2 separate regions of the Ovis aries genome follow, and region 2 is linked to region 1. The links are chromatin contacts, called in public Hi-C maps. All regions are on one chromosome and are shown on one strand. The core of a region is the stretch at or near the end of the contact, and the rest is flanking DNA. Distances in the headings are between cores, read along the strand shown. Region 1 overlaps CDON (cell adhesion associated, oncogene regulated). Region 2 has its middle 17 kb from the start of RPUSD4.

Region 1 (3,391 bases), core at 619-3,118:
CTCATTCATGTCCATCGAGTCGGTGATGCCATCCAGCCATCTCATCCTCTGTCGTCCCCTTCTTCTCCTGCCCCCAATCCCTCCCAGCATCAGGGTCTTTTTCAATGAGTCAACTCTTCGCATGAGGTGGCCAAAGTACTGGAGCTTCAGCTTTAGCATCAGTCCTTCCAAAGAAACCCCAGGGCTGATCTCCTTTAGGATGGACTGGTTGGATCTCCTTGCAGTCCAAGGGACTCTCAAGAGTCTTCTCTACAGTTCAAAAGCATCAATTCTTCGACACTCAGCTTTCTCCACAGTCCAACTCTCACATCCACATGTGACCACTGGAAAAACCATAGCCTTGACTAGACGGACCTTTGTTGGCAAAATAATCTCTCTGCTTTTGAATATGCTATCTAGGTTGGTCATAACTTTCCTTCCAAGGAGTAAGTGTCTTTTAATTTCATGGCTGCAGTCACCATCTGCAGTGATTTTGGAGCCCCCCAAAATAAAGTCTGACACTGTTTCCCCATCTACTTCCCATGAAGTGATGGGACCAGATGCCAAGATCTAAGTTTTCTGAATGCCAAGCTTTAAGCCAACTTTTTCACTCTCCTCTTTCACTTTCATCAAGAGGCTTTTTTAGTGAGAGCTGTTATATCAACTGAATTCCATGTGATCTAGCTGTATTTTTATTCTTTCATTTGACTATTCATTCACAGATATGATTTCAAAAATCAGCAAACATACAGTAAGTACCTACTGTATACCAGGTACTATTGCCAGGCTAGAGATCCAAAGAGTGGTTATTTTGCTGACAAATTCCACTTCCCATATTCCTGCTTGGCCAGGACACAGAATTTGTAACTACAAAACACAACAAAATGTAAGGCCAAAGCTACATTAATGACATTTCAGTAGTGAGAATTCTACATGCATACTTATTTGTGAAAAGAAAGGTTAAGTCTAACCATCAATAAAACTGGGTATAGCAATACAAGGCATCTTAAGAATGTCTCTGAATAAATCAAGTACTTCTCAGGATCTGCTTGCTTCTTCTCTATACCACGGACTCCAAAATCTCCAAGTTGCAAACTCAAGTTCATCTACTATCAGTTCAAGAACTGCCCCTTTTTTTTTTTTTTTTTTTTAGGACTGCCTTTTAAATGCTTCCTTGATGAGCTCTTTTAAAAGTGGGAGAAAATACTACAGTACCACTCACTGGCAGAAAGGGCCAGCTGTGTGAAAGCCTTTTTTGGTTTATTTGAATTCTCCCCTGTTTCAAGGGCAAGGACTGACACACCGCTGCTAAGCAGTCAAGGCAAAGTAAACATTCAAACAACTTGTTAACAGCAGACACTTTCCTGAGACGATGAGGACAGGGAGGAGAGTTTCTTCCTTTTGCCAAATCCTTCCTCAACTATTTATTTATTGAAAAGCAGTGAAACAAACTCCAGAGTCAACTTTAACCCCAGCATGGGATCTAGTGAGTTACTTTACAGCTGTCCTTTAAAACGTCACAGCTCATTATTGCTACCTAAACACTATCACACAGGAATACGCCCATGTTTCTATGAGACTAACACTCCATCAGTTAATTTGGGCAGTTGGAAAGGAATTACAACCCTAACAGTTACTAAGTATTTGTTGACTTGGTTTATATTTATCCCTGGCAGGCCTGCTCAGCTTGTTAGAGAATTGCGATATTCAGAACAAGGACCTAGATTCTGTTGCCCTACTCATCAGGTAGCTTGAAATTATATTCAACAGCCACCAAGGGCAACCTAGGTCCAACCTCACAAACAAACATCCCTGACCACAAGAAGAGTAACAGACAGCCCAGTGCTGCTCCTTGAGTCCTGACCTAAAGATTAGCTGGTACCTCCTGAGTTTCAGGGCTTTCTCTAAGCCCTTCCCGCATGCCTACAGAGAAGGCAACTTGTCTTGCATTACAAACTGTACTTTTAAGCCATCCCAGGCTTAAGAGAATTTCTGTGGGCAAGGGAAAACTAAAGGTATGCCTGATCTCAGAATAAGAAAGGAAATAGTTCCCTAACATTTATTTAACTTATTGTTCAGGTTGTGAACTTGTTGCTTTTATAACCCCTTTTCAACACACTGCCAGAATAATCCTTTGGGAAAAGTCTTTCCTGAATTTCTAGATTTGATTCCTCTGTTTTTGAAGGAACGCCTCTGCTTTCCTAAGGATGATCAAAGCAGCCTCTCTGCATTATCCCCTCCCTAGAACTCCTATATCAGATGTTCTTAGAGTTTTCTTTGAGGCTTAGGGAATAACTGTGATTAATTTGTGAACAAAAAATTCGGCTTTGGGATCAGTACTGTTCTTCAAAACATAATATTCTTAGTTTTCTTTTTTAAAGGCATCTTCTTCTTCATAAAATAATAATTTCCTTCTTTTAAAAAAAAAGATAGATTCTTATTTTCAAACTATTTCAAAGCATCCTATTTCTGAACTGTGGAGAAAAAAAATGATATTTTGGCAATAACTAAACAAAAGAAAAAAATAAAGCAAGTCTACTTAAATTTTTTTATTAGATACTGCTTAATTCTGCACAATTTTGGTTACAGAAGTCAAAAACCTTTTCTTAAACCCATTGAACCACCTTGACCTTAATCACAAGTAACTGTAAATCTCCTCTCCAAGTTTTCTTCATTCTGAATATCTGAGTAATTTAGCTAAGCAAACAACATTTCCTGCACAGACTTCTCAGAGAATCTTACTTTTTCCAAGAAATATTCATTCAATCAATTAATTCCATATGGAGGGTATTGACTTGGGGCAAGATTCTGTGAGAGGTACAAAGATGAGGAAGATGAGGAAGGCATAATTTCTGAGCTATAGGATACTGCAGCCTAATTTGGAAAAGAGGGCTTGAATTAATTAACTCTGAAATAAAGAAAAATATAATAAGTAAATGAGAATGTAAAAGGTATTAAAAGAGTTCCAAGCAGAGGAATCCACCCTTCATTGGACAGACACTAAGTGCCTCCCTTCTCCAGGCACTGTGCTGTCCTGCGAACTCAGCTGGGGGCAAAACCGGCGGGACAACTGCCTTCCAGATGCTTCAAATCAGGTAAGGACAGGTGACAACTCAAGAAACCCTCCAATACCGATGCGCCCAACAGAACAATAAACTTGCTGCTTCAAGGTTACTGCATATTCTGGATGGCTTCTTGTTTTCTCGTTCTTTTTTAAATTATGAAAGCATGATAACACATTTACGGAAGACTTGGAAAATATGAAATAAAGTTACATACAGTTTCACTATATATTCTGATTAATTTTAAGTATTAAGATTTTTCATTGGAGTTTCAATATCAAACTCTCAAAAATTAACAGAATGAATATACAGAAAAGTAGGATACAGCAGACCTGAAAAGCACCATGAAC
Region 2 (3,391 bases), core at 268-2,767, 150 kb after region 1:
CCCGGGGCGTTCCTCTCTGCCCTCCCACCTGCTCTAACTCCCCTTCCATCTCCTGCACCAAACAGCACCCCTGATGGCAGATAAACTGCTCAGGGATGAGTGATGCCGGGTGCTGAGTGAACCCGCTCAGAGGATGAGAAGGAAAGAACGCTTTTGATAGAGCAAACTCATCCCTCCTCCTCTGATTCCAGAAAGGACTTGATGCCAGATCTTGGGGATTCCTTTAGCCCTGGCATCTTGGGCTTCTGACCTTCAAATCAGAAATCCAAGAGTCCTGGCTTCATATCAGCACCTACAGATCAGCCGCACACCTCTCAAGGGATCCACAGCCCTTCGGGGACTGCCCGTGACGCTGTGCTCTCCCTCGAATCTACCCAGTTCCTGGCTGGGGGCAGGGGAGGGGGCTTGGCTGGGGGTGACCGCAGTGTCCTCCACTTCCAACACGGTCTCCAGCTCCATCTTTAGTGGGCCATCCAGTTTGGGGCATGCCGGTGTATTTACTCTGTTCTCAGGGTGATCCCTGAGCTACACTGTAGTCTCCTCACATCCCCTCCTGGGGGACTACCTGCTCAGTCACTGCCCGGCAACTCCCAGAGCCAGCCTGACTCCAGTCTTTCTGGAAATAAGGAGTCAACTTCCTTTCCTATGTCTCCCCTAAACCGTAGTAAGTTTGCAAGTGTGCAGGGCCAGGCTGGGCATTGCTGGTGAGCAGTGTAGCTGAAGGTGGAGACCTCGCCCAGTCCTGTGCTGTAGAAAGAACAGCACAGTCAGGGCTATTCTTCATCCCCTGGGACTCTGGGGGATGACTCCAGCATTCTTGCCTGGGGACTCCCTTGGACAGAGGAGCCTGGCAGGCTACCATCCCTGGGGTCGCAAAGAGTTGGACACGAAGCGACTTAGCACGCATGCATGCGAATAAGTTAACTCATGCAAGAGGCTCTGTGCAGGCAGCAGGCATTGGTGTTGCGGGTACTCAGGCTCTGGGAGCTCCAAGGAGGAGGGACAGAGACAGAGATCAGCCTTGGGTGTGTGACCGCAGGCCCTCTGCCTACTCGCTCTCTTCCTCTGGCTTTTCTTCTCTAGGCTGGTGAAGTAGAAGGATAGGGGAAAATCTGGTTTATGAGTCCAGAAGAAAAAAAAACAGGGGAACTTCTGGAAAATTCTGTAACTTTAGACAGGAAAACGGCCAGACTTCTCCGACTGGGCCAGGATGAACTGGCAGCCGTTCAGGCCTGGCTATAGGAGGTGTGTGTGTGTGTGTGTGTGTGTGTGTGTGTGTGTGTGTGGCCTGGCTATAGGAGGTGTGTGTGTGTGTGTGTGTGTGTGTGTGTGTAGCCCAGGCCACATCCAGGGGAACCCATGGCTCTCTCCCTCTGCTTGTCCTTCTGCCCTCCATCTCTCTCCCTCCCTGTTCTCCCATCTCCTCCCCCAACCAGTGAGCGTGGGAAGCTCAGGAGGTAGTGCCCCTTGAGTGCAAGCGTGCAGGGCCAAGCTGGGCATGGCCTTCGAGGAGTATAGCTGAAGGCGGAGGCCCCTCCCAGCCCTGCGGTTCCTGGTTCCGAAGGGAAGGTTCTCTCCTCTGTTTTTCAGATCCCGTGCTTCCTGTAGGAAGCAGTCACCACCTGCCCCTTAGAATCAAGCGGGTTTGGCGCCCCCGCCCCGCCCTCCCACTGCCTCACTCCCCCTCCAGGGAGGGTGTGCGGACAGGTAATGATGGGCCCACAATTGGGACACAGGCTGGGGGAGTGGGACCAGGAGCCCAGAGCAGCCCAGAGGCTCCTGTGGAGACGGGAAAGGGGCAATGAAGGCAAGCTGGGCTCACCGTGGAAGCCGAGCTGGAGAGGAGATTGCTGCCTGCAGCCCGGGCCTGGCCCTCACCTCCTGCGCCCTCTCTGACCCTGTTGCTCACATCAAAGTGGGGACCCATCCCCTCGCTTGCTCCCTGAATGGTCCAGGTCATGGCTCCTGGCTCCTTGAAGCTGCTGATGGACAGATGGTAATAGCTCCCAGAGTGTTGAGAGATGGGCTCCGAGTTAGCACAGTCCCGGCCCATAATCAGAGCTGCTGCTTGGGGCTCCCTGCCTCCCGCTCATGCATCCGCACTCGCCCCGGGACAGACTGGTCAGCAGGCGTTGGGAAAAGGGGGTGCCCGGTCTGCTTTAATGCTGGGGTTCAGGGTCCACAGATGCAGGTGCGGGGTGTGGAAGAGGCAGGAGCCTGAGGACTCTGAAACCCATTTCAGAAAGGCTGTAGGGAGTAGTGGGGGCAGGGAAGAAAGGAGGGGCAGCAGCCTCTCACACATGTCGGCTACCTGAAGCGCATCAGTGCAGCCCCAACTTCCAAACCTGCCATCTTTATTTCCTCCCATTATTTATCAAATCACATTTTATCGGCCTGCTTTTATTAGTCAAAATCATACTAATCACTAATCATACATATCACTGAGTGCTTCTGATCAACAAAGAGATTGCAATTTTTTACTACGATGCATTGGGCCAAAATAAAAGCAGCCAACTGCTAAGCATGCTTGACATTTCAGCTGAGCTCTGCAACCACGTGGTGGGTAAATGAATATTTCCATTAGGCTTTTATTTTAAAGTGAAAAATTGAGCACAGCCATGACTTATAAATGAATGGAGCATGCCTAATATGGAAGGGGTCTTGTTAACAGAATTCACAGATAAATTCAGCTGTCTCTAGGCGATCTGGGAGGCAGACAAAGGTGGCCCTTCAACCCTGTGTACAGTTGGGAAGCCTGGAGGTGGTGGGGTGAGGAAGTAGCAAGACCCCTCCCGGGTAGGTTTAGGGAACTCAGAACTGCTAATACTTTTGAGAAACCAGCAAGAGAGGCCAGTGAGTCAGAGCAGAAGGTGTTTCTTCCCGAAAGGAAGGTGGGCCTTTCAGATTCCTGCTCTTTCACTTCTCTCTCGCGCTTCTCCGGTGCTACAGGTGGGGCCCCGTAACACAGACCTGGGACTGATAAGGCAGTGCTCCCGTTGTAGGGCTGGGTGTCACTGTGTGTCCCACCTAAGATGTACTCCTATCTGGGCTTTTCCATAACTGAGAGCAGCTTGATTATACTTTCCACATGTCTGTAGTGAACTTGTAGTCCTCTTATAACTGAGTGTTTATGAGTCTCATTCTAGGGTGAATATACTTGGGGAGCCTAAACCATGACCTCCCTCCACTGTCTCATTCTCCACCAGAGAACAGAAAAATTTAAGTTTGAAACTAACTTAAAAATAAAAGGCCCGAGATTTACCACGCTGGGGAAGCCAATGTCAAGGGTATCTGGAGGTCAGAGGCCAACAGGAAACGCTGTTGTGGAAGATGCCTGATTAAAACCTGTTCCCGCTTTCAGGCCAGAAAGGGAGAATAAATCTGGGAGACT

Evidence for each region. A called contact is a pair of places that touch in the nucleus more often than the background predicts.
Region 2: a Hi-C map of omental adipose tissue shows a contact between it and region 1, with 3 times the contacts expected there. The contact joins two enhancer-like sites. A contact is called at or near these places in 2 of 16 Hi-C or Micro-C datasets (omental adipose tissue and skin fibroblasts).

Annotation. Positions count from the first base shown.
Region 1 is chr21:26,853,538-26,856,928 of ARS-UI_Ramb_v3.0, forward strand. The region is part of intron 2 of CDON (cell adhesion associated, oncogene regulated); the gene reads right to left. Among named protein-coding and RNA genes, the nearest start is that of CDON, 29 kb to the right of the region's middle. Within about 2 kb of position 1,869, at least 5 of the 54 cell types and tissues checked have an H3K27ac peak or open chromatin away from gene starts, as enhancers often do.
Region 2 is chr21:27,003,159-27,006,549 of ARS-UI_Ramb_v3.0, forward strand. No RefSeq gene overlaps it. Among named protein-coding and RNA genes, the nearest start is that of RPUSD4, 17 kb to the right of the region's middle. Within about 2 kb of position 1,518, at least 2 of the 54 cell types and tissues checked have an H3K27ac peak or open chromatin away from gene starts, as enhancers often do.